Regions from separate parts of the Zea mays genome. Here all the other regions are linked to region 3. A link is a contact called in public Hi-C data. All regions are on one chromosome and are shown on one strand. Each heading gives the region's core, a stretch centred on a gene start, on an enhancer-like site or on the middle of the called end of the contact. The rest is flanking DNA. Distances are from core to core; before and after follow the strand shown.

Region 1 (3,826 bases), core at 478-2,977, 250 kb after region 3:
CTAGCTACCTAGTTGCCCCAAAGCAATCAAGTTTTCTTTAGATATTCGAGTGCGGTCACATATGATCTAGCTAGTGCGGTCTTGGTTGTTTGCTGATCAATTTCCAGCTACATGCACATATGCATGGTTGCACCACTCTGTGTAGTTATCAAGGTTTACCGAAACCACGGTGGGTGGTACCGGTTAACCACCGATTTTTTTTTCTATTCAAAATACACTCTAAATTTAAAGTATTTGAATTTTTTATAAACAATGAAACCACCGGTAAATTGTCCTATTGGGGCTCGGTAAACAGCTATTTTTTTGCCGTAAAACCGGATTTAATACCAAGATTGAGCTCCAGTTTAGTCATTTAGTGGCCAGTTTAGACATATTAGTCTTGTTTACTGTTATATGCTATATGTGAAGATATTATATGCTATATGTGAAGATGATTTACCGGTAGATGCATTTTTTTTGCCTAGTTTAAGTGCTAGTTTAGTGCCCAGACATGGTTAGTGTTTAGTTGTTTATACGTGACATGTTTTATATTTTAATTACATATTTTATGTCAACTATGTATTGTTCTTGTAGGAGACATGCCAGATATAGTCTGCGAGAATGGAGAGAAGATTGACACGAGTTTTAAGTGCAAGTATTGTAGAGAAACGAAGAGCGGAGGGAGTGGTACTCGTTTGAAGGACCATCTCGCACATAGAAGCGCAAGTGTTCTAGATGCATGCACATATAACTACAACCAGATCAGAATGGTCTCATATTCTGATCCTTCCTTACTTGTTTGAGTACTATCACTATGACTCGAGCTGAATATGTGAGTATTGTGAAACATGTTGACCTATGTGTCGTGAGAGAACTCTAAAAGAACTTGTATTTGAGTATTACGAAGTTCGATGGTTATTTGTTGCATGAGAATTTGAATTTATGGTTGCATATATATTGTATGTCATTTTGGTGAACATATGTTGTGTGGATTAATATTGACTATGCAACATGAATTAGCAAAATACAAGTGAACCCTGTCATTTTTCTATTTTTTCTGTAGTAAACATAAAAAATCAACTATTTTGGGTGAAAAACCGCCAGTTTGACTGGTTTATCAAAGGTTTTTCGTCGATAAACCGGTACAGAAAAGATTTAATTTGGATTGGACAAACCAGTTGGTTTTACCAATAAACCACCGTTACCGGCGAGGGCTGGTTTTTGCATGTGAAACAGTTCAGTGAACCCTGGCAGTTATCAGCTTGCTCAATGCGGCTTTAATCAGGTTACGGCTTCTACGGTGTTTTGTCTCTTTGGATTACAGCTGCAACAATCCACTAGTAGAAAAAGGCTCAACGCCTGCAGGGCGATATATTTTTATAGGCAGATTTGGTTATCAACCGCATGTGCTATTTTAGTGACGGTTTTTAAGAAACCGTCACTAGAAATCGTATTTCTACAGGTGGTTCTTTAAGAAAACCATAAATTTGTACATGCGGTTTTCTTAAGGAATCGTCTGTAGAAATACGATTTCTAGTGACGGTTTTCTTAAGGAACCGCAACTAGAAATCCTTTTTATCCTTTTACTTTTCTGTTGGTAGGAGGTGCCGCGCATGACCGAGACTAGATAGACGACTGAAACGTACGTACGTACTCCTACGTTGTGGACATGGTTGTGGAGTTGGTCAGCATGCAATACTATCTACTGTACTGTGTGAGAGAGAGAGAGGTGGCAGCAGGCAGGCACACCACGCCATTCAAACAGCGGGGTTAGAGATGGCCATGCATGTCACAGCAATAACGGTTGGCAGTGGCGTACTGGCGCATGCATGTTTGCTGCTGCAACATGACACGTCCGTCCAAATCCAGTTTTGGATCCATCCATTGCTGAGACTGAGCGCCTGCCGAAAGACGTCGGTGCATGCATGCAGCCCGGACGGCCGCGCGCAGCCGCGGAGCGAGGGACGGAAAACTAGAGACGCGGCCATATGAGGTGCTTGCTTCTAACTGGAGAGCTAGGGACGATGACCGATGGGCATGGCACGAAAGGGACTGTAGCATGTAGTGGAGGTGGAGCTGGTGCTTAGCTGTTATCAGTCACAACAGTAAAACGAAACAACTTCCGACGGCCAAAACCGTCGGACATAAGCTGTAAACCGTCGAAGATAGCTTATGTTCGACGATATTTAGTTATCTCCGACGGTCTCTGGCCGTCAGACATATGGGGTCGGAAATAACATAATGTCCGACGGTAGCCGTCGGACATAAGCTATCTCCGACGGCCGTAACCACCCGTCGGAGATAGTACATGTCAACCGTTTTACCGGTCGTTTGGTGGGACCCACAACTTTTATATCCAATTAATGGCCGTCGGACATAAGGGCTTGTTATCTCCGACGGTTTATATTAAGTCGTCGGACATAACCAACATTTATGTCCGACGGCTGACGCCAGGCCTTCGGACATAACAAATTTCAGAAATTACACAAAATTCTGTTTTTAAAAAAAAAATCTGACATTTACAAAAAAAACAGATTTCATACAAATATACACAGAGTTTATATACAACCACATATTCACAATCACAAATATATTCACATAAGTATTCACATTCACAAATTTAACATAACAACATATAGTTCCAAATAGTCTCAACAAGTCTTTTACATCAACATATAGGTCCAAAATAAAAACTGACATTGTTCGACGGATAGTCTTTGACATGAACAGTAATAGTTCCAAATTAAACACATTTGATGAACTATCATTCATATCCATCGCCTGGTTGATTCGAGTTATAGCCATTTCCTCCGGCTGGACTCTGCGTGTTGAAAATGTTGTTCACCCAAGAATGCGATGCGTCGTCTTGATCAGACCCATCTCCAGGTGCGGCAACTGAAGCGGGTGGTGTCTGAAATCCCTATAACACACGCACATGAAATAGTAACCACTTAGTTTTTCATTTAAACACATAAGACATCTATGAACATGTCACACACGCATATGTGTACATACCATAGGGAATTGTGATGGAGGCGGAGGTGGAGGCGCCAGCATTGGCATCGGCAGTGCAAAGTCTGGAGGCGGCATCCCATATGTCGGCACCGGGACGCCCGCTTGTTGGGCTAGTTGCTAAAAATTATATACAAACCATTTTTGAGCAAATAAGATACACATCATGTGTTTTGCAAAATAAGGTACAAAATGTTACTTCAACTTACCGAGAGAAGAGCTTGATTTTGGGCCTGGAGGTTTGCATAATACTCGACCTTCTTCTTCTGGTACTCAGCTTGTTGTCTCTGGTACTCAGATTGTTGCCTCTGGTACTCCAATTGTTCCCTCAGAATTGATTGATGATACTCTGCCTGTTGACGCAACACTGCAAGCTCTATCTCTTGGGCGGATGATCGTGAACGGGATGACTGTGAAGATGACGATGTGGACTGTCGTCCACGGCGTCTCAGCTCCCTAGAATCAATCGTAGAATCAAAAATACCCAACCTACAAGAGTGAACCATGCACTTAGTATAGTAAATCATGGACTCAGTTGAATCGCAAGCATATGAGGATAATTTTGAAATCCAAATCAAATAATCCCACCGTTTATGGGCTTGTCCTCCTGCGCTAGCATATGCTGCCTGAGGGTCGATTGGCTGGCTCCTCTAATCGTACTCATGTCCATAGTGTTGAACCATCTCCTGCCCATACGAAGCCTGGAGGCAAACAATATCAAATATAAGTGCATCACCAAATTGATGGACAAACACATAATAGAGTACCAAAAACTCACTAGACGGTCGGTGGCCGTCTGAGTGCATAAAACATCAGGATTCTGAGGATCAGAACC
Region 2 (3,994 bases), core at 761-3,260, 190 kb after region 3:
ATGAACCAACATGCCATGGAGATCATTTGCTAGCTTCAGTTTTCATTGACGAGTAGAGCTAGACTCATAGATATATGACCATTCAACCATAACTAGTAGTAACCACAAACCTACTAAAATCAGGAATATCTACTAAAATCAACCACATAACCAGCTGAAAGCTTTGAATTGTGCAGGTGATGTATTGGGGAGTACTAGGCGATAAAGCAAGTGCTTGCATGCAGAAAAGATGGGCAAGAACAGAAACAAAAGAGATATTGTTGGCTGGACTCTCACCAGAGGGTCGGAGGCCGAGGTATGCAGGGATGAGAAGCCGGTCAGAGGCAGTGGCCACCAGGTACACAGGTTGGAGGCTACCGGGTACGCAGACCTTCGAGCGTGGTGGAACCAGCAGCGGCTGCGTGCAAAGGTTGGAGGCTACCTCATCGGCGGCTGCAGCTAAGATCAGTCCGCCAGCACCACTGCCATCACGTGAGGCGTAGAGCTCCGAGCATGGTGGAACCAGCAGCGGCTGTGTGCGGCGATAATCACCAAGCTCCGAGCGGTGGAACTAGCATGCCAAATCACCGAGCTCCGAGCAGGGGCTCCGTGCGGCGTGGTGGTGAAAGGGTAGTTGGGAGGTGCTCGTGGATCTGGGTAGGGGGCGCGCGGTCGGTGATTTGGCAGGGGCACGCTTCGGAGCATTTTGGGAGGCATGTTTGTGTGCTGGCGGCTCAAGATTTGGGGGAAGGGGAAAATGGTTGGAGTAGGGTTTGCTTTTGTGTTTTCGCGCGGGCGCGGCGTGCCCAAATTGCACACTGCTTTTATGCCGACTCACGGTGCGAGACTATTGGTACGAATTGCCGACTAACGAAGCGATGCTATTCACGTATACATATAGTGACTGATGCTCAATTGGACTATAGATTTATACCGACTTATTATCTGTGGCAAGATATGCCGACTAACAGTTCAACGGTAATATTATATTTATAGCGACAGTTGTTCGACGCTAATTTGGTGTTGTGGTATAGTGGCGGTGTGAGCAGGAGGACGACAGAGCATGAACGCGGGCGTCGTGTCATCGCCAAAGCGTGATAGGAGACCTATGTGAGGACAAAGCGTGGGTAGAGCGACTTGGACGTGAGTAGGAGTTGGTAGGCAAGAGCAGGGAGGTCTTAGGCATCCACACATGCAAGGAGAGATATGATCTTGTCAAGGAAGGCGAGGATGGGGGTGCGGTAGGCCAACGGGAGGTCGTGGAGTAGTGTGGCAACGATGAGGAGCGTGGAGGGCTAGGTAGGCGCGGATTAGAGGGCGACAAATGCAACAGAGGTAGAGGTAGAGGAAGGGAAGGGCAAGAGAGGGAGGATATCGTAGGGAGAAGGGAGAGGTGGTCCGCGGGGGTGGCGATACTGTGTGAGGCAACAATATCGACAAGGTCGTTGGGCGAGAGCTCCGGGAGAACACACACCGCAATGTAGTCGATGCTGACTATATCGACCAATCGTCAGATCTATCGATTGGCCGATCGAACCGACTAGCATATTGAAGCTGAACTGATCGATACCGACCGGTCCGTAGGTTGCGTCATGCTTGGTAACTATGCGTGTTAGAGCCAGCCTAAGATATTACCCAACTTGTATGAGTATAGAAGGTAGCTAGTGTGCATCTAACCAGTATTGTGTCTAGCAAATCGTGCATATGTTCGTGTAAAACATTGTATTTCACCGTAGATAACACTGTTTAATTATAAAATAAAGTTTAAAATTGGCTGTAAATAATAAATAAGATAGGATTGCTGATGGAGGTAGCCTAATGAGTACCTTGAATAATTGCCTACTAAAAGATTGATGAGGAGGCCCAATGAGCAGCCACAGTTTGCTCTACTGGGTGCGTAAGCTATCCCGTCCATTGCGATGTCATTGGCGTCCGTACGGTTTGGACATGACATGTCATCACCCCGGGACCGGCCGGGCCCTGGCTAGCTAGCTACACAGTGGAGCTCTGAAACTTTCGGTCTCAAAGAAAGGCTGCGGTGCCGGTGCGGCAACTGGATATGCTGGCGGTAAGCTGCACTGCATCCGCATGTGTGCCACTCGCCAGCTGCTCATCAACTGCATGCGCCCCAGTGCCCCACCGGGAGGCCGCCCGACCGGCCACCAGGCCGCAGCAGCTTGCGACATAGTGCGTGCATGCGCTTTGACCGTGGTCTTTGATCCATCTCTAGGCACTGCTGCCAGTGACCGGCTGGCCAGACAAAGGCAGGCAGCAGGCGACGATGGTGATATGGATATACTAGTATATACAGTACAACCGAATTTTTTGCATTTTGGTCCTTCAACGGAAAAAAAATCATGTTTGGACCCTAAAAAATTTTAATGTCATTTTTGGACCCTTTGCTCGGCGCCGTAGCCTGTGGCGCCGAGGTAACACAGCTCGGCGCCATAGGCTATGGCGCCGAGGTACGTGCTGCGTTGGCACAAACGGACGTCGTCGCGCCGACGTGGTACCGAGCTCGGCGCCATAGATCATGGCGCCGAGCTTCGTTCTGTACAGAAAACTTGTCTAGCTCAGTTGGTAAAATACATGGCTCTTAACCCTGTGGTCGTGGGTTCGAGCCCCACGGGTGGGCGTTTTTTAATACTTTTTGTCTTTGTCACTTATTTATTTTTTTTGTTGTCCATATTTTTCGTTTATGTCGTTGATTTGTCCGTCATGATTTATTTCTCATCCAATTTTATTTTTGTGACTGATTTGTTTATTTGTCCAGATTTTTTTTATCCGGCGAGCACAGCAGCTGTATATGCAGTAAATTCTAAAATATATCATCTATGAGACAAGTATATAATGGAGTATACTTTTATTTAGTGCAGAAGAAAAAAAGATGAATATGTGTGCTTCTTTTTAGTGGGAATATGTTATTATGTATTTAAAATTTATGTTCAAAAGAACTCAATGAAAATATAATATTTTTATTTGATCACGATTGAAGTAAGAGTGTTCTCATTTGATTTTTATTGTGGTTAGCTGAGCAAACAAGGGGAGAAGTTGACGGCTTGTGAGCACTGTGGCACACAGCTGCTGTGCTCGCCGGATAAAAAAATCTGAACGAATAAACAAATCAGTCACAAAAATAAAACTGGATGGAAAATAAATCAGGACAAATAAATCAGCGACATAAACGAAAAATATGAACAACAAAAAATAAATAAGTGACAAATACAAAAAGTATTAAAAAACGCCAACCATGGGGCTCGAACCCACAACCTCAGGGTTAAAAGTCTTATATTTTACCAACTGAGCTAGACAAGTTTTCTGATTAAAATAGAGCTCGGCGCCATGATCTATGATGCCGAGCTCGGTACCACGTCAGCGCCACGACGTCCGTTTGTGCCAACGCAGCACGTACCTCGGCGCCATAGCCTATGGCGCCGAGCTGTGTTACCTCGGCGCCATAGCCTATGGCGCCGAGCTGTGTTACCTCGGCGCCACAGGCTACGGCGCCGAGTAAAGGGTCCAAAAATGACATTAAAATTTTTTAGGATCCAAACGTGAATTTTTTTCCGATGAAGGACCAAAATGCAAAAAAATCGGTATATACTACTAATCCTACTTCCAAGAGCCTGAATGCAAACGCTGAAAAAAACACGAGACAGCCTGGTCGGTTTTTGAAGGGAGTAAAGATAAAACTAAGAAACTGTACGATATAATAATATATGAAAAGTCGTATAAAGATAGATATTTCACAAAGAGATTGTCTCTTATAACTTTTTATCATTTAATCCTTTAAAAACTTCTCAAAAGACGGAATACTAAATAGAATTGCATATATCGTAACAAAGGCGGACACAAAAAAGGCGTTGCCTCTGTTCATGAAACGCCAGACCACTTTGAGAAAAACAACACCGTTAAATATTATAGAAGACGAACATTTTAAAGGCATGTATAATGGGTATTTTGAGTTGCGTCTTCGGCTGCATCTTCTTTTAGAATAGGAAATATATTAAAATAT
Region 3 (4,317 bases), core at 264-2,763:
GGAGTCCTGGAGCGGGTGCGAAAATCATGGTTGGGATTGCTGTTACAGTGGCGCAGATTAGGACTCAATCAGCGCCTCCTGCTGGCTTATAAACCCTAATCAAGGGAGTGGCATGCATGCATGCATGCATGGGTGGAAAAGGGAATGGATGGATGAGCTCATGACCCAACCAAACCAAACCTCGCAAGGCGACAAGGCGCTGCGCGCGCGAGGAATCAAGTACGTGCAAGTTTTGCAACAACCTGTACTGCCTCTGCCTGCCTGCGAGGAAGGGAGAGAGAGAGAGAGAGGAGAGCGATTAGCGAGATGGGGTTTGGTTTCCTTTCCTTTCCCTTGATTCCTTCCCGCGCACGGACGACACGAGAAGAGACCACGCATCAAATCAAATCATGCGAGAAATGGTAGGGGGGAAATATTTTTTTGTTTAGGCTAAAGCCGGGACCAAATCTAGTCCAAGGAAGGAAGGAAGGAAGAGACAGCACGCGACAAAACAAAAGCGAGATACTACACATCCAATTCCCATGCCCCTCCTCCTCTACACTTGTAGTACTACTCTAGTAGTAGTATATAGGAAGAAGTAGCGTCTAGTGCTATATACGCCGAGGAATAATAAATAAACAATTAAATCAAATAAAGAAATCGATTGATTGGTACTCGTCCCCGCCGTTCCCATCCGTTGCACAAGAACCGAGGCCACCAGCAATAACCCCCAAAAAGCTGCCCCCCGGTGGCGGTGGCGGTGGGGAGGTGGTGTGTTCATCCAACAACAACAAGAAGCGGAGCGGAGCGGGACAGCGGCGGCGAGAATTGCTGCGAAGCTAGCAGGAGTAGAAACTGAGCAGATCGCCCGGCCAGGTGCATGCCACGCGACGCCATGGCAGCCTGGCAGGGAGAGGGGAAGGCCGCCGGAGGAAGGAAGAGGAGAGGCCGGGCGAGGAGGAGGACGACGACGAGACTCGCACTCACCTGGAGGAGCGGGTGGTGGCGGTGCGCGGGGGCGCAGTGCGGGCAGATGCTGGCGCAGCAGGCGAGGCAGAAGATGTTGCGCTCGTTCTTCTTGCGGGACTCGTGCGCGGGGCACGCCACGAAGAAGCTCTCCGCCACGAGCCCGCCCACCCACCCGGCGGGCGCCATCCCCATCCACCACCGCACCGGGACCGAGGCCGGTCGCTCGGTCGATCTCCCGGAGCCCGCCTCCGGCCGGCACGCGGATCTCTCCCTCCTCCTCCTCCTCCTCCTGGGCTTGTTGACTGATCGCTCTCCCTCCGATCCCTCTGGCAGGGCAGGGCAGCGCGCAGGCAGCAGAGGCAATTCTGCCCGCCGTGCCGACCCCGGCCCCTCCTCCTCTCCTCTCGCTGGGGGCGCGCGCTGGGCTGGTTTGTTTAGTAGCGGACCGGGCCGGACTGGACCAGACCGGATCTGCGGTGGTGGTGGTGTGGTGCAAGGCAGGGCACAGGGCAGGCAGGCAGGGCAACGGCGCACTAGTACTATTACGTGTGCCTTGTCTCGTAGCTGCGCTGCCTTGGCGCTCGCGGAGGGAGAGAAAAACGAGGCGAGAACAAGATAGTGAGGGAGCACTACAGTAAAACTATACAATTCCGACGGTCGTCTTATGTCCGACGGCCCCGTAGGCAACCGTCGGACATACGGTTATGTCCGACGGCCAACAGCGGCCGTCGAAAATAAAAAAATATAACCGACGGCTGGCAGACTGACCGTCGGACATTACCTTATGTCCGACGGCCGACCCCCTGGCCGTCGGACATTAGCTTATGTCCGACGGCCTCGTACCGAGCCGTCGGACATAAGGCTTTTTAACGCGCGGTTCCGACCCGCGCGCCTTCAGTTTCACCCGAGACCGCGCGTTTCTATCCTGCCGCCGCCGAGCACGCCTCCGCCGTGTCCGAGGAGAAGCCGCCGTCGCCGCCACGCTCGTCGCCGCCACGCTCGTCGCCGTCCCGCCCTATCGCCGTACCGCCCGCCCCCACTGCTCGTGCTCCGGCGCCCGCCGCCGCCCCACCGCTCCGTGCTCGTGCTCCGGCCACCGCCACGCCCGTGCTCCGGCCACCACCGCCACGCCCGTGCTCCGGCCACCACCGCCCCTAGCTCGTGCTCCGGCCACCGCCACGCCCGTGCTCCGGCCGCCGCCGCCGCCGCCCCGTTCGCCGGTCGCCGCCGCCCCGTTCGCCGGTCGCCGCCGCCCCGTGCTCCGGCCAACGGCCCCGTGCGCCCGCCGCCGCCCGTGCGCCCATCGCCGGCCGACTCTCCACACCCGCTAAGTGAGTATACTTAATTAGCAATTTTGTTTATTAAAATTGTATGCTTTTATTAATGTATTTGATTAGAATTGTATGTTTGTATTAATGTATTTGATTGAAATTGTATGTATTAATGCATTTGATTGTTTAGTTTGTTATGTCCGACGGTCAAAATTTGATTAGTTAATTAAAGTAGTTTGTTTTACTTTATTTAGTGGTACTTTAGATAATTTTAATTTTTAATTTCCGAGGGTAATTATTATGCCCTCGGAAATAAGGTCATTTTATATGATTTGTCATCTATAACAATATTATTTCGTATGTAATATTGTATTATGGTTTATTAGTTTAATTATTTAATAATGCACGATGATTATAGTTAATCATAGTGTATCGTAGTGTGAACAAACGAAACCTAGGCGTCACCCGTTTCGGCCCAACACACCTTACAAGCGACGCATGTGAGGTATGTTGGGCCGGAATTGTCCCTTTTTTGGACAGCCTCGGGGTGACCGACAGAGTCCGTGTTTATGACAAAAGCATGTGCTCCTGCTTAGTTTCGGCAGCATAACCTCTCTGTTCTTCAATTGCACCATTTTTAGGCGTGCGATTGGAGAACAACGGGGTTATGCTGCCGAAATTTCGCACGACCACATGTCTTGTCATAAACACGGTCTCGTCGGTCACTCCTGGGTGGGTTTAGGACCTATCCTTTCCTACAGATGTAGGGGCGTGATTTCTTCGTAAAAACGGAATGCACGTGCAGTACTTATCTAATTAAGTTAACGTATCGTATCTAGTATGGAGGAGAATCGTCGATGGATGTATGAAGGTTGGAAGAAAAGAGGTGCTCTATCAAGTGAGTGGGTGGCCAAGACTGATGCTTTTCTCGACCATGCTTTTGCTCGGTCAGAGACTGGAACCGATGTTAGGTGCCCTTGTAGCAAGTGTCGGAACATTAATTTCCTTGACAGGAGGACTATGTCGATACATATTTGCAAGAACGGTTATATGCCAGGCTATGAGGTGTGGGTGCACCACGGTGAGGACCCACCTCGTATTGTATCGGAAGTTCAGTCACATGAAGAGGAGGACTACGATAGGATGGAAGAGATGCTTGACGATGTACGCCATGAGTTTCTAACCGTCGATTCGGAGAACCCCGGTCAACCCACCGAGTTTGAGGATCCAGCTACACCTGAGGTTCAGAAGTTCTTCGAGCTCCTTAAAGCTGCCGAAGAGCCGTTGCATGAGCACACAAAAGTGACTGTCCTTGTATTTGTGACTCGACTTATGGCTATTAAGTCTAAGTTTGCATTCTCAAACAACTGTTACAAGGAACTTTTGAACTTGATCAGTGATGTACTTCCGGAGAATCACAAGATGCCAAAGGACATGTATCAGTCTAAAAAGCTGTTATCTGGCCTCGGTATGGACTACGAAAAAATCGATGTCTGTGAAAATAATTGTATGCTTTTCTGGAAGGAGACCGCAGGTGAGAAGAAGTGTACTGTATGTGGTGAGCGTAGATTCGTTGAGGTTGAAAACGACGATGGTTTGACCGTGACTACGAAGATTGCACATAAGCAGCTTCGTTACATGCCTCTCATACCTCGGTTGAAACGTTTGTTCATCTCCAAAAATACAGCCAGACACATGAGGTGGCACAAAGAAGGGGTACGTGAGAATCCAAATGTCATGGTGCACCCAGCTGATACAGATGCATGGAAGGCACTAGATGCTTTTGATTCCAGCTTTGCTGATGAAGTGCGGAATGTCCGCTTCGGTTTGGCAACAGATGGTTTCTCACCATTCAATCTAACTGCTACGTCGTACTCATGTTGGCCCGTCTTTGCTGTTCCATACAACCTTCCACCAGCTCTTTGCATGAAATATGAATTTATTTTCTTGTGTCTTATAATACCTGGTCCGGATCATCCTGGAACAAAGATCGATGTGATGATGAGACCCCTGATTGAAGAATTGAAAATTTTGTGGGAAGGAGTCGAGGCGTACGATTGTTACAAGAAACAGAAGTTCAACCTGAGAGCCGCGTTTT

Evidence for each region. A called contact is a pair of places that touch in the nucleus more often than the background predicts.
Region 1: a Hi-C map of tassel shows a contact between it and region 3, with 4 times the contacts expected there. The contact joins the enhancer-like site here to the promoter of LOC103626673 in region 3. A contact is called at or near these places in 2 of 25 Hi-C or Micro-C datasets (ear and tassel).
Region 2: a contact with region 3 is called in a Hi-C map of ear, with 5 times the contacts expected there. The contact joins the enhancer-like site here to the promoter of LOC103626673 in region 3. A contact is called at or near these places in 5 of 25 Hi-C or Micro-C datasets (ear, leaf, tassel and 1 more).

The regions. Positions count from the first base shown.
Region 1 is chr5:87,649,117-87,652,942 of Zm-B73-REFERENCE-NAM-5.0, reverse strand. No RefSeq gene overlaps it. Among protein-coding and RNA genes, the nearest start is that of LOC100273974, 65 kb to the right of the region's middle. Within about 2 kb of position 1,727, at least 10 of the 20 cell types and tissues checked have an H3K27ac peak or open chromatin away from gene starts, as enhancers often do. A contact at or near this core is called in ear and tassel, where this site is marked.
Region 2 is chr5:87,708,272-87,712,265 of Zm-B73-REFERENCE-NAM-5.0, reverse strand. No RefSeq gene overlaps it. Among protein-coding and RNA genes, the nearest start is that of LOC103626671, 62 kb to the left of the region's middle. Within about 2 kb of position 2,010, at least 16 of the 20 cell types and tissues checked have an H3K27ac peak or open chromatin away from gene starts, as enhancers often do. A contact at or near this core is called in ear, leaf and tassel, where this site is marked.
Region 3 is chr5:87,901,767-87,906,083 of Zm-B73-REFERENCE-NAM-5.0, reverse strand. LOC103626673 reads right to left here and starts at 1,513. Exons shown (of 4, transcript XM_020538437.3): 1 at 967-1,513. The coding sequence starts at 1,140.